Linked DNA regions of Gossypium hirsutum: region 1 is linked to region 2. A link is a contact called in public Hi-C data. All regions are on one chromosome and are shown on one strand. The core of a region is the stretch at or near the end of the contact, and the rest is flanking DNA. Distances in the headings are between cores, read along the strand shown. Region 1 has its middle 16 kb from the start of LOC107925622. Region 2 holds the start of LOC107925568 (E3 ubiquitin-protein ligase MARCHF8).

Region 1 (6,966 bases), core at 4,378-6,877, 93 kb before region 2:
TAAAAATCATGCCATCATCGAATCTGATTCCGACTACTCACATTAATATCTTTTACAATTAAGTCCTAAAAATTTTCGGTAAATTGTATTAGTCACTCAATTATTAGTGTGTTTATGTTTTAGTTACCAAATTATAAAAAAAAACTTTCAATTTCATTATTAACGTTTTCGATACGTTCTATATTGTTTACTCTTCATTAAATTATTAACGGAAATGATTGTATGATCTTTTAATTAGTATAATAATACATTTAATCTTCAGCACTTATATATTCTATCAATTTAATTCTAATTTTAAATAATTTAACACATTTAACCTTACATATTTACAACTTCTCTCAATTTAATTTTCAAACACATCTTCATTATAAATTGGAATCATAAATCAAATTCAATTGAAAAATGATTTTATATTTTCTGTCTATCATTGGAGTTGATTCCAATTTCATCATCTCTTCCTTTCTTCAAAATGAAAACGTATTTAAAGATAAAAATGATAGAATTTATAAATGTTAAGGGTTAAATTTATTAAATTATTTATAATTAAGACCAAGGGCATAGAATGTACAAATGTTGAGGATTACATGTATTATTATATTAATAAAAAAGGTCACATCATAATATTTGTTAATAATTTAATAAAGAGTGACTAAAAACAAAAATACATTAATAATTAAATGACTAATTGTACAATTTACCCAAAGTTTTATAATAAACACGAGATGAAATTATTTGAATTATTCTCTATGGTTCGTAACGAGTGCCATTGAATTATCATGTGTTATATTTTTCAATGCAAGGGGGTCTCCACCCCTGAAATCCACCATCAACATAATAACATGGTTTCATTTTATGTCTGGCAGAGGGATGACAAAAAAAAAATTCGTCCCCGACGTTTTCCAATTCGATCCAAGTGGACGGGATCGAATTTTTTTTTCAGATTTTAAAATCGGGTTCGAGGTGAATCAAATAAATAGTTTTTTTAGTAATTAGGTTGGTAGGGTTGGATTTACAGAAAACCCAATATTAGAACCTAATCTCTATTATTTGTGCCTCTCCCTTTGTATATTCTTCTCCTGTGCAAGACTTTTTACTTATTTTCTTTTATTTTCACAATTTACTCTCTGTTTGGAAGTGTTACCTAAATCAAATATAAAGACAAAATTTGATGAGAAAAAAATAAAAATTATAGTTCACATGCACAACACTATATTAGATAAGAAAAAAAATTAAAAATTATCAAAAAATTGTGTCCAAAATGTGAAAGTTTTGCCTTTTGGGGTGGGTCAGGGTTGAGTACTTACTTCATTTTCCAAGGCGGGTTCGAAACATATGAGTAGTACATTGAATTAGGATTGTGACAGTAAAAAGTCCGACCCAAATCACCCCGTTGTCATCCCTAATCATGCCAAAGGGGTGATGATGTAGAAAAAGAAATGGGTTTTAAGGGTTTGAATCATCGACCACTAAAACCCAAAAATTGTTTCAAAAATGTCAAAAAACCAGACCAATACTAGCTGCTCTTCCGTGTCTTTTATGTCCAAGGCACTTGGCACATGTCGAAAAATCAGTCACACAATGTAAATGTGGCAGAAAACCAGTCATTGTGAACACGATGCACATGGAAACATGACATTTAAAAAAAATTTATTTAGGGTCAGACTTTTTGTTATTACAGCAATACAAGTAGTACAATATCATTTAAAATTGTTAAGACTTTTAGAATTGCTGACCTATGCCCATCCAAAACAACATTCACTGAAATCATTGATGAAAGAAACCAGCTAATGTGAAATGACATGAAGCTCAATAATGTCCACTACACTGTAAATCAATGAAAGTGGCGTTGAATTGAAATTCAAATGAGATGGTCCGCAAAGTATTGGCATGAAGCCGAAAATAGCATGGAAGATTTTTCTTTCTATTTGATGGGTATCCAAGTTAGCGTGCTAGGGCAGTGTCACCATTTTTCTTTGTGCATTATTGGGTTGCTATGGAGTCCATAGGCAAGATCATGAAACCCACATTTTGAGGCTCTTGAAGTTTGAACATTGTGGGTTGGGGCTGAGTAAAATGGACCCATTGATAATAAATTATTAGGACAAACGCTAACTGGGCTCTTTGTTGACTACATTAATGGGCTTGCTTCTTTATATGGAAACCTAGATATCTGAATACGAAGTCATGTTGCATTTTGCTTTTACAACTTAATAAGTAAATTAGTAAATTAAAGAGTAAACTGATCATTCTGTTAAAAATGTCATCCATTTCTACTATTAAAAATTAGTCGTTGTATGTTAAAATAAGGTACACGTGACATGCTATGTGTAACAGTCTAATTATTCTGTCAGTCACACTTATTTTTAATTAAATTTTTAATTAAAAGGAGCAGTATGCTTTTTGATCTAATGTATAGAGACTAATTTGTTCATTTTATAAGTAATGGTGACAAAATACAATTTAAATCCTAGTACAATATCTTCCATAGTAAATTTATCAAAATTTTGTTGATTTTTTACAATTTTTATACGTGATATTTTGATTTGATTTTCACAGTTTATTTTCATCATTATTGATATAAGATTATGTATGTTTGCATATTTTATATACAAATAATATCACTTATCTAATTATAAAAATAAATTGATATATATATTAAATGTATAGCACAAAATCAATGTTCATGTCTTAAATTACATTTTGAACTAAATTTCCTATATAATTTTGATATTTATCCCTTTTAGAAAAACATAATAGATCAATTCATTTTGATCATTGATTTAACCTTAAATTAGTCAAAATTCGAATTAATCGAAACCCAAATTGATATAATTCATCGAAAGCTGGATTAATTTGTTCAACTCAAATCTAAATTAATCAAAACCCAAACTCGCTTAAATCCAAAATAATTCAAAGTTAATTTATTTAACTCGAAATACTTCAAATCCAAAATTATCCAAACCCCAACACACTCGAACATGCAACAGAACTTAAACAACAAAAATAATCTAAACCCGAAATTACTAAAATCAATAACAAATTACTTTTAAATTTGATTCAATTAAATGTAATTGGTAGAGACAACCACTTTCGGTTTTATGCTTCTTCCACATACAATTAAGTTCTCTCCAATCACAAGAATACAAAGCTTCCTTTCTAAGAAACAATTCTGTTCCTTTCCCCTTCTCCATTTTCTTCTTACTTACTATGGACTAATTAATGCTCCACAATATAATGGTGACATAAGGAAATGAATTTTGCTATTGTTTAGCAATGTCATACTCATTTTGCCTATGATTTGATCACCCCTAAAGTTGCAGCCTCAAGGGATACCGAATGCTTAACGTCGCCAATATGTATATGGTGTAAACCGATCGGGATTCTTCGAACCCCTGATCGGTCCACGACACTTAGAAACTTGCACACATGGATACTGATCCCTACTTGTTGTTCGGACCTTGCCAAAACATACACTTTCGCAAAAGCCACCAGCTGTTTCGAAGGAGCCCAGTGCCCTGCAGGCGGAATCGAGAATACTAGTATTGTATGAGTGCCGTCCTTGGATCCGGTATTCTTCACGTTTACTTGAAGACCTACCGATAGCTTGTTGCATCTTGCATGGTTAACTTTGATTGCCTTACCTAAAACGGTTGCGTTTCCTGAACGGCGGTGGCCGTCGAGAGGGACTGTGACAACAAGAGGTGCATTAACAATGGTGTGTACGAAGTTGGTGTAACTCAATCCGTGGCCAAATGGGTACACTACGGGACCTTTATAGAACCTATAAGTTCTTCCAGGATAATTCCTATGCGTACTCGAACGCATGGCCATGTCCGTCATTGCCAAATTTGAAACATAATCTTGTGGGTACCATGTCATAGGCAACTTGCCCCCTGGATTGGTTGTACCATACAATACATCGGCTATAGCGGCCCCTCCTGCTTGGCCTGGATAACCAACCCACAAAATGGCACCAATACGAGGGTCGTTTTTAGCGAAAGAAACATCGATAGGCCCACCTGACATTAAAACCAGTACCGTCGGACCCTTGGAAGCCTTGGCTACTTTTGAAACAAGTTCCTGTTGGCGCCCTGGCAAAAGCAACCCTGTTCTATCTCTGAATTCTGCTTCAATCGATTGATCGAGCCCCATTACTAGAACTGTCGCGTCTGCTTGACGAGCAGCATCAATCGCAGCACTAAATAACTTGTCATCTCAACAAGCAACATTGGCACATCCGAGTTGGTGAATCGTTTTCACATAGTTCCCTATTCCTTGCAAAGGAGAAGTGTATCCACAAGCAACACCTAATCATTAAACATTAATACATAAGTTCAATTGTCCATATCCCATTAACAACAAAGGGAAACAAAATCATTATCATAATGGTGTACCAGCATAGTTTCCAATCATGCTAACAGTAGCATCGGAATTAGGCCCAATAACGGCAACTGTTCGGTGACGTCGATGAGACAAAGGCAACGAAACACCGCGGTTTTTAAGCAAAACAATCCCCTGTCTCGCAGCTTCCAACGCTAGCTCTTGGTTCGAAGGAGTGCACACGTCTTTCGGTCCTAACTTCCCAAATGGTTGCACAGACGACTCACCATCGAACATACCGAGTCTCATTTGAACTCTAAGGGTATTAACTAAAGCATTATTAATATCAACCTCATTCAACAACTTTTGTTTCACAGCATCTTCACTATGTTGTGCCAAAAATGGTCCACAATCCAAATCCAAACCAGCTTTAATGGCATCAGCAGCTGCTTGTTCCGGTGTTGTTGTGTAATGTTGGGTATTATAAAACACACCAACTGAATCACAATCCGAAACAATGTACCTGTAAAAACCAGACCAACATGAAAAACAGGGATCATTAAACTGATATGTCTTAAAATGATTGACTTACCCATCGAGTTTCCATTGACCTCGTACTGTGTTTCGCAGGAGATTAGGATCGGCACAGGTAGGGACACCATTAACTTCATTGTAAGAGCACATAACACTGGCTACATTGCCATCTTGTACACACATTTTGAAGGGTACATCAAATGTGTCCTCTATGTCTTGTTTGCTTACCTGCATAAACGTGTGAGAACCCACGTGAGAATCGAACAAGCCTGTCTTATTTTATTATTATAAATCTTTCCCTTTGTTTCATTGTCTGAATTTTTATTCTGGAAGGAACTGGAAAAAAGCAGAGCATTTGGATAAAAAGATTTAATATATTTAAATGATATCAGACAAAGATTTAATTTAGACAGTCGAGAATATGCCATCCTTTGTGGTCCATATTTCAGCTTTCTTTATTCAAATTCACGATATTATTGTTTTATAATTGGTTCGTTTTATTTCACCATTTATATCGTTTCACTATAGATTATAATATCAAAAATCATTTATCATTTTTATAGGTGTTAGATGTATTCATTTCCGTTCCATCCCGTTTTAATTTCAATTTTAATAATATTAGTGAAAATTAAATTATAATAAAAAATAAAAATGAAGCAAGGTGGTTGAGGAGAAAATTGATTATTCCAGCTGGTAAAATCCCAAGGTTGGCCCCATTCACCTACATCTTGAAAACTACAGCTACATTTTCCAAGGTGATCTTATCACGAAAAATTAATTGTCACTATTTACAATATCCATACCCCCAGTCCAATAATTGCACTACACCCATCAATATCATATGAAAGTTATAAAACTAATAAAGTACATATCCTAGTAAAAAAGCTTAATAGTAAAATTGCTTGACAGATCCTTATATTGTAAGAATCTTATCAAATTAATCCATTTACTATTAAATGGATCCCTTTAATCCTTGCCCTTATAGTTTTGTAAATGAAAAAGTGATCAATTATAAAAATAAAGAGCGACTTGTTATGATATTTTACCAAAAATTGAACTGACCTGTGCATTAAAGTGGAACCTATCAACACCATTCCAGTTATCGAGATCATAGGCAGTGAAGTGCTTACAACACGCCGCCACTTTCAACCTATCACCGTCATTTCCCTGTAATCCCTTCACGTAATAGGCTGCATATGTACCGGCCAGAACCGGATCTTCACCAGGCGTCTCCTGTCCACGGCCCCACGTGGGTCCCTAAATATGTTGACATTCGGACTCCAGTACGTGAGTCCAGCTGATCCACCGTTGTACATAGCCCTTGCCTCATCCGACACCACCTGCCGCCGCCCATCCCATAAAACAAATTAATTATTTATTTGTGGTAAAATTACGCTTGCAAGTTGCCTGGAATGCTATCCAATAATAATGATTCCACTTGCAAGATTGATGATTTTGTGAACCAATCATAACACTGTGAAATGAGCAAATTGCGAGACATGGATCTTACCTTCTTTGTCTTGGAGTTCAAGAAAAGCATAAAGCTAGCCATGACGTTTATAATCTTTAATCTATTTGTATCAAAGTGTGAAACACAAATATCTAATATATATTTAAAAATTTAGTATATATTATTTTTAATATAATGTTTAAAATTATTCATAATTTTTAATTTATAAATAAAAAAATAATATACTTTAATATATTCGAATCTATATCTTTTTATATAAATAATAATACATATATTAATTAAGTTAAGACTCAGTCATCAAATTTAAGTGATGATGATAGCTTTATGGATAATATTACTTCATCTAATAGTACTGAGGTATGACTGTCTGTCAAAGTATAGTGAAATATAAAAAGAAATTAAGCATATTGCAATTTTTTAAATCCACAATTGAGGAAGCTGACATATCTACCATACTAATAGAAGAGGCTATGTCATACAAAGTTAACTTCTCAATAGCTCATAAAATTATCATTCAATCCACTTGTCACCTTTCTTTTTCTAAAATAATTCTACATATACCCAATAATTATCATTATCGGTCTAAAATTTAATTAGTTTGCGTTGAATTATAATGAGTGTATAGATCGAGTTAATTTTTT
Region 2 (7,598 bases), core at 1,720-4,219:
TGGTGTGGACTGCTATATCTTGGCAAGTATGTGCTGTTGGTGTTGTGGGGTTGATTTTTGTTGTGTCATCTCTCTTCTCTAATTTTATCAGCACTCTGTCTTTGGCTGTTACCCCACTAGCTGGGGTTAGCCAAGAAAGCCTTAGCGCGCAAAGGCATAGAGCTCAAACACAGGCTTAGTAAGAAATTCAAAGGACTGAAACTTTCTTTCTTCGATCGGAATACGGATAAGATCAGAAAGGCCATCATTGGGGCAAACGATGCAATAGCTTCGGTGTGAAGGTAATCGCCATGCTTTTGGCTCTTTGTGGTTTTGCTGCTTATATTTATCAAAATTATATTGATGATAAGAAGGCAAGGAGGTTGCAGAACCATGTCCGGGAAATCCAGCATACTGCTTGATATGTTTCGTACCAATGTAGACATACTCATTATTTACTGTGAAATTATGTCTGTTTTTTGTTCAACTGGGAGACCAAACATTAGTTTATAGCTTATTACATTGCAATAAGATCTCTAAAGATATATAAAGCAAGTTATTTATAAGAAAAGCACTAGTGTTTGTTAGTTTAATACTCAAGATTTTGCAGGGAAGAGCATTTGCTTTTGCAGACCTTCGATTAATACAACTGATTTTTTATGGTTCATTCATGTGAATTGTAAATGTTTTGATAATTTTCTTGTATGATGCTGTTGTTGTAGGTTTTGTCAACCAAATGATTTATTACAACCACTATTGTACAATGGGTTTCAAGCCATGCTTATATTTAACAAATCTATTATAAATGTACGTGCATGTGTCATGGGGCTAGAATTTGTCTTGCAATTCATGTAATTTTAGGCAATTTCTTCGCTATAAAAATGCCTAAGTCAGCTTAACTCCTAATAATTGAGGATTCAAACAAAATTTTTCCAAGGCACCAACGAAAAGCAAAGCGAAAGTAACTCAAAAGTTGAAAGAATTCGAAAGATGAAAAAAACGAATTCTATTACTCAATGAATAAAATACAGTGAGGGGGTGAGGCATCCTGTCTAACATGACAAATATTGCACCATTAGCTGATATTAAGATTTGTTTGATCACATTTTACAGGCTCTATTTCGGAAGATTGCAGCTGCATTGCCCGGAATGGAAACACTATCTTCAACAAAGCCTGAAGATATGGTGGATGTGAATCTTAAGTCGAGCAATTCAAATGGATCGCAGTCACAACAAGAGTCAGGAGGATGTGCCTGCTAATACCCAAAATGATTCATCTCTGCATTTCTTTTGTGCTTCCATGATCCTACTAAGTGTATGTAAGAAATCTTGTTTTGAAGCACTGGGTTTGGTCGAATATTTGAGCATATAACTCGAGAGAGAAGATATTTGGTATGGTAGTTAGGCTAGTCCTTAGTCTTAACCAGTCATATATGAGTAGGGTTCTTGTGATCTCAAGCAATTATGCCAGTTTGATTTTGCTTATTTATATTAATAGTGGATTTGCTTCGCTCTTGACCATGTAAAGAATATTATTAGCTTCACTTTAAGCGATTTTCCTCGTCAGTGATGGTTGATGCACTATTCCATTTTTTCCTTCTTAAAATATATATTGATTAAGCTTTAGTTTTGTTGGTACGATGCAACAAGGCATTGGTTCTAATGTGCTTAAATGCATGTTATCTTTTGATTTAAAGATTTTGAAGTATATGGATAGTAATAGGAATTAGATTATATATATATTAGACTTTGATCTAAAATATATTAGTCTATAATACTTTCTAATGTATCTTTTTGAAGGGTTCTTTGAATGGCAAAAAAAAAAATAGTTAGTCTTTTTCTTACGTTTTGCAGATACTTTAAAGTAGATAAAATTAAACAATAAACGTTAATATTAAACAATAAAATTCAACCAATGTGATGAAGAATCGAACTAATTTGAAAATAATCAAATAAGCTGCACACATGGCATATGTACATGGTGAAGCCAAGATCTATATATTATAATCATAAAGTTGTAAATGATGAAACTCAAACTCAAACTTTCAAAGTTGTGAGAATTTATTTTTACTAACAATACTAAAGATAGCAAATAAATTTATTCGTGCCTTTCACCTAGTTATTTATTTTAATTTTAAAATTTATAGACTATTAGGTGAAAACAAAAACCAAAAATGCATGACAAAAAGAGCTAGAAGTACTTGATATTAAAAATTCTCAAATTCAAATTTTTATTAAAAAATTCATCAAAATTTTTTTCTTAATAAAGAATATATATATTTAATCAAAGATTTGAGTGGATATATTAATAGAAAACTAAATATAAAAGTATTGGGAATACAACCCATTCACAAAAGCCAGAAAAGAAGCAATGAAACCTATGACTAAAAATTGGAAATAACCCATAGTTTTAAATTCAAAAAAATAATCAGAATTTGTTCAAAGAAGAAGAAGAAGAAATAAACAGAAAATCTACTCATAAACAGAAATAACCCATAGTTTTATATTCTTATTGTTCATAATTCTTCTTAATGATGTTTTTTTTTCTTAATTTCTTTTCAGCAAAACTCCTAAAACTTATGGAACCCATAATTAAGCACATTATTTTATACCTTCAAGTACAAGTTCAAGTGTAGGACAATCGACAAGAAAGTTTTAATTTTTTTTTCATATAATTTGAAAAATTTTTAAAATGAAAAAAAAATTGATTGAGTCTTAATTCAATTGACATGTATATTGTAATTAATGTAGGAGATATGAGTTTGAGTGCACTGAAACGAATTATTCTCCTATTTATGAATTATAAAAGGATTATAAATAATTCTAAATATTATATAAAAAATATATAATAAAACTTATAATAAAATTATTAAAAAAAAAAGTGCAGCAGGCAAGTTGGGCAAGCCACCAAATGGTCACCAGTAGCATATGTGGACCCATGGCCCAACCTTGTTTTCAATCAGCTCGACATTTTTCATACAAAAACCGAACCATGTAGCCAACTTTATAGAGTCAAGGCCAGCCCCCATTTCTCCCCCTTATCTCAATTATAAACAGTTTCTATCGGCTTGATAGTTAAATTGGTCAGATTATAAGTCCAATCAATTTAATTGTTAATTTAAAAATAATTAAAATTTTATAAAATTAATAAATTTTTGTTTTGATTTCAAGTAATATTTTAAAATTTAATTTAACTAAATTTAAATCAATATATTAAATAATTTCAACTGTGTAATCTAATTCGATTCAAGGAACACCCCATACCTCAGCCTTTTCTTTAAATCCCATTCCCTCTCCCACTTTGAAGTTAACAATTCAACAACCTTCCACTACTATTACTAATCCATTAATTCTCCCTTAATTTTCTTTTCTAACCATAACCTTAGCCTCATTATTTTTCTAGCTAAATAACAATATTTTATTTCAAAATTCTTTTTTTTTTAAATAATTAAATCAAATTAGGATAGTTTGGATAGATGATGATATAAAGTGTGTTTAACTTATTTTTTATCTTACGTTACAGTACTATTACAATATTTAATTTCATTATCACTATTATTTTTACACTAATCGTAGATAAATACACTGCCCATCTAAACTCATCCTTAATCATTCGTTTCACAATGTTTAAAAATACCAATTAATCATTCAGATTTTGGATATCTTTTATGGGAAACATTTATCATATCAAATACATAATATAAATATTAGCTTCTTCGAAGGACGTAATGAGGGGTAGGTCGGGCCCCTTCGTATTTAACATTTAATATTTTATAGTTATTTTTTTTTAAAGTCAAATATAAAATTTCTAATTCCATCCTTCATTAACTTTTAATCTCTTGTTTTTTAGTTGACCGGACATTAACAAAAAGGATATATAATTGTATATCATTTTGGGCGCGCCACGCATGCTGTAGCCGCATTGTCCAAATGATTGAGTAGAAAGGGTTAATTGCACTAAGCACCTTAAATCATTATTTGAAATTCTAATTTATTCATAAATTTTAAAATATTTAATTGGATCTTCAAAGTATCAATATCATATTAATTAAGCCTTTTCATCAACCTAATGTCGGCTCGAGCATTAAATATCATCTTGAATCTAACACGAAGCTATTTGAAATGTTATATACCTATTGCACAAGCAACTTGGATTTGACGTGTTAAAAGAAATATACAATGCCATTAATTTAGGATATCTATTTCTTTTCTTTTAACACTTAAAAATCAAATTGTTCATGTAACAAATATTAACATGTTTAAAATTTGATCCGCATGTCTTAAATATACTCAGCATAAAATCAAGCCTAACAATCAATACTCAAGTTGGCGGCTATTCTCACAAAAAAACACTTGAATATTGATACAGGATTAATACTTTAAGAACTTAATATTTTTAACAATTTGAAAACTAATTTAAAAAATGAACCATAGTTTGAGGACCTTTAGAGTAATTAACCCAGTTATAAATTCAAAACAGTTTTATTTACAATCACCCTATTCAATGTGATGTTAAAAATATTATATTATATCACATTCCCAAAAATATTTACTATTTTTAAAATAAAGCGCTAGTCTTGAAAAAATACAATAAATAGAGTTTTGGGTTTTTTTTAGTTGATTTGGGCATAAATGGAAGATTAGATAATCAAATACTCTAATTGTAGTGTTTGATAAAATGAATGTTTGTAAGAGCTTGTTGAGCTAAAACTTCCAAAACAAAAAATACTGTGATGGACAACTTTTTTTAATGGTTGATTGAGAATGGGATATATGTAATAACACATCTGGCCATGCTAATTTTCATTGACACATGCTCTCAAACCTAATAGGGGTCTTAAGATATCAATATTCTCTATTCTCCTATTTTCACTTTCACTTTCAAAGTTCAAAGTAAACCTCTAAAAAAAAACCTCCACTGTAAATTGACAAAAATTAATATAGAAATTTTCAATCGAGCTCATTCATCCTTAAATATTTATATACTCTTAATTTGTTTTCAATTTACTTGTGTAAAATGATTTCTTATGCAACTTTATATTAATTGAAATATATTATTTGACAAATTTATTCAGAGTGTGACATAATTATTATTAAGAATTTAGTTTACAATTATATTGATACACTATTGATATTTATCAATTTCTACAATGTTAATATTTGCAAATAAGGAACTTAAGAAATTTGTTTATTGAGAATTTAAAAAATATTCATTAATTAATTTCTATAATTGACATTTTAATTCATTGGTAATAGTGTTTTATTTTAATGATTTCACTCAATAAAGACTAAAGTATTATAAACAAATAAATACTTAACAATAAAATTTGTCATGCCCTTATTTATCATTTTACGCAAATCAATTTTCAACTATCATCTGAATTTTATCAAACTTTTTTAGCTAAACAATTAATAGAATCATTTGATCAAATTAGTTAATAAAACTAGTTGATCAAAAATTAATTAATAAAATTAGTTGATCAAACCAATTACTGTAATTAGTAACCAGTCAAGTGCTAAATAAAATCAATACATCTAGAGTTACTTTTTTTTTAAAGAAATTATTTTAAAAAATATCATATAAAAAATAAAAATAAAATAAAAAATAGTTTTTATAAATTTAATTCAATAAAAACAATATATTAATGATAAATAAATACATAAATTTGATGTTGGTAGACTCAAAATTCAGTGCCTTTGGTTTTTGCTTCGTTGCAAATGCCATTTGTGAGACTAAAAAACGAAACCCAAATTCAAATCCATTTGCTAATTACAAAGGGAAACAAATAAATCCTTCATGGGAAAAAGAAAAAAAAAACCGATAAGATCGAGAGAGAAAAAAAAAAAGGAAAATTATTATCGAGCGTCAGAAAGTGGGGCCCAAAAAGCACATTTAATTATTTTTCATGTTTTTAAAAAAAATCATTTAAAAATATATTTTAAAAAAGAAGGGCCCACTTTTTGAATTTCAGGTACGTTAGGGATCGTTGGTTCTTAGATCAGACGTCTCAAATTCAAACCTAAAAGCATTATTTTTGAATTGGACATGAAATCATATCTTGGTTTTTAATAATTTTGGATTAAAATTATGTAGAAATAATAATAAATTATAGTTCCAGTTTTGACCCTCTATGTGAATCAATAGAAAAATAAATAGTTAACACGTTGAATTCATGTCGTACCGTATGAATAAAAAGAAAATTAATAAGAAGGCAAGGGCTAAGGAACATGGTTTTTTTTTTCAATTATTATAAATTTATGAATTTAGAGAGAAATTTATAAATAAGATAAGTGTTCGATCGAATCGAGTGAAAAAATTTCGGATTAATTGAGTTGAGGAGTCCTATTTTATCATCCCAACTAGATTTAAAATTTTTTCGAGTTAAATTTAAAAATTAAACATATCAAATTAAAATCTTGTTACAATATAACTAATTCTATGTTAGAGTATATAAATTTGGAACCATATATATTTAAAAAAAAATTCAAAGCAAAATAATTAAAAAAATTACTTTAATATGATAAATTTGAAAATTAATTAATTTATTTAGGTTGCCCAAATTATTATTCTAGAAAATTTTTAATTTTTTACCTTTCTTTATATTTTTTTTTGTTGAGAGAAAGAGAAATTTGCTCATTTTTAAACTTGACAAGGACCAAAAAAATATTTACACCAATATGTTATTTGAATTATTCGAGTTGTAAAATTTAACTTGATTCGAATAATTCGAATAATTCAATTCGATTAACTCGAAATTTAAATTTTTTTTCAATTTTTCGAATCGAATCAATTTTTGTTTACCTTTATTTATAAAGTTGTCTTCAACGGGTTTGATATTATTCTAAGTGAAGGGTTGTGTATGAAGGGTGGCTCCACCCCTTGAAATGGGAATTTAAAATTTATAAAGTTTTAAATTAATATACGATATAATTTATGAAGATATAAGTTATTAAAATGATAAAATTACATTTTACTTTTTGTTTTATCTTTCACTATCAGCGTGAGTCATGAAAGGATCATAAAGAGAGTGCTTCATTTGTTAAAAAGCTCGATATTTTATAAGCTTTTTTTCCGAATAAATCCAATCTCTTTTAAATAATTATAATTACAAATACAAATAATACGAAATAGTTATAAAAACAGGGATGAAATGATAATCAGTTAATTATTATGAACGTATTACGTTACATTTCAAATGAAGCAACAACTTTTTGTTTATTACTTTTTATAATCCCTTTTCAGAAAAAATAATAATAATAACAAATTTTCAAGTAAGAGAAGGGAGAGGGATAGTTATGTAATTTCAACCTCTTGTTTCTTATTTCGAAACTCCTAATTATAAATAAAGAAAAAAAATGGAGGATTTTCAAAAACCCTTTAGAAACGAAGGCAGTGAGAGAGGAGAGTCAATTTTGAAGATCAAAGCGAAATTTCAAAAACATACACAAAAGGGGGAAAAGAAGAAATGGGAGATATTGCTTTGTTTATCGATGATTTACCATCAGATTCTTCGATTTCACACTGTAGAATTTGCCACGAAGAAGAATTTGAAAGCATGAAAAGCTTGGAAGCTCCTTGTGCTTGTTCTGGCTCTGTTAAGGTAAAAAAAAAAACAATT

Evidence for each region. A called contact is a pair of places that touch in the nucleus more often than the background predicts.
Region 1: a Hi-C map of leaf shows a contact between it and region 2, with 2.8 times the contacts expected there. The contact joins two enhancer-like sites. A contact is called at or near these places in 7 of 34 Hi-C or Micro-C datasets (hypocotyl, leaf and seedling).

What each region holds. Positions count from the first base shown.
Region 1 is chrA12:84,991,517-84,998,482 of Gossypium_hirsutum_v2.1, reverse strand. It overlaps the pseudogene LOC107925522. Among protein-coding and RNA genes, the nearest start is that of LOC107925622, 16 kb to the right of the region's middle. Within about 2 kb of position 5,627, at least 6 of the 9 cell types and tissues checked have an H3K27ac peak or open chromatin away from gene starts, as enhancers often do. A contact at or near this core is called in hypocotyl and leaf, where this site is marked.
Region 2 is chrA12:84,894,747-84,902,344 of Gossypium_hirsutum_v2.1, reverse strand. LOC107925568 (E3 ubiquitin-protein ligase MARCHF8) reads left to right here and starts at 7,343. Exons shown (of 7, transcript XM_016856285.2): 1 at 7,343-7,580. The coding sequence starts at 7,446. It also overlaps the pseudogene LOC107925652. Within about 2 kb of position 2,969, at least 3 of the 9 cell types and tissues checked have an H3K27ac peak or open chromatin away from gene starts, as enhancers often do. A contact at or near this core is called in hypocotyl and leaf, where this site is marked.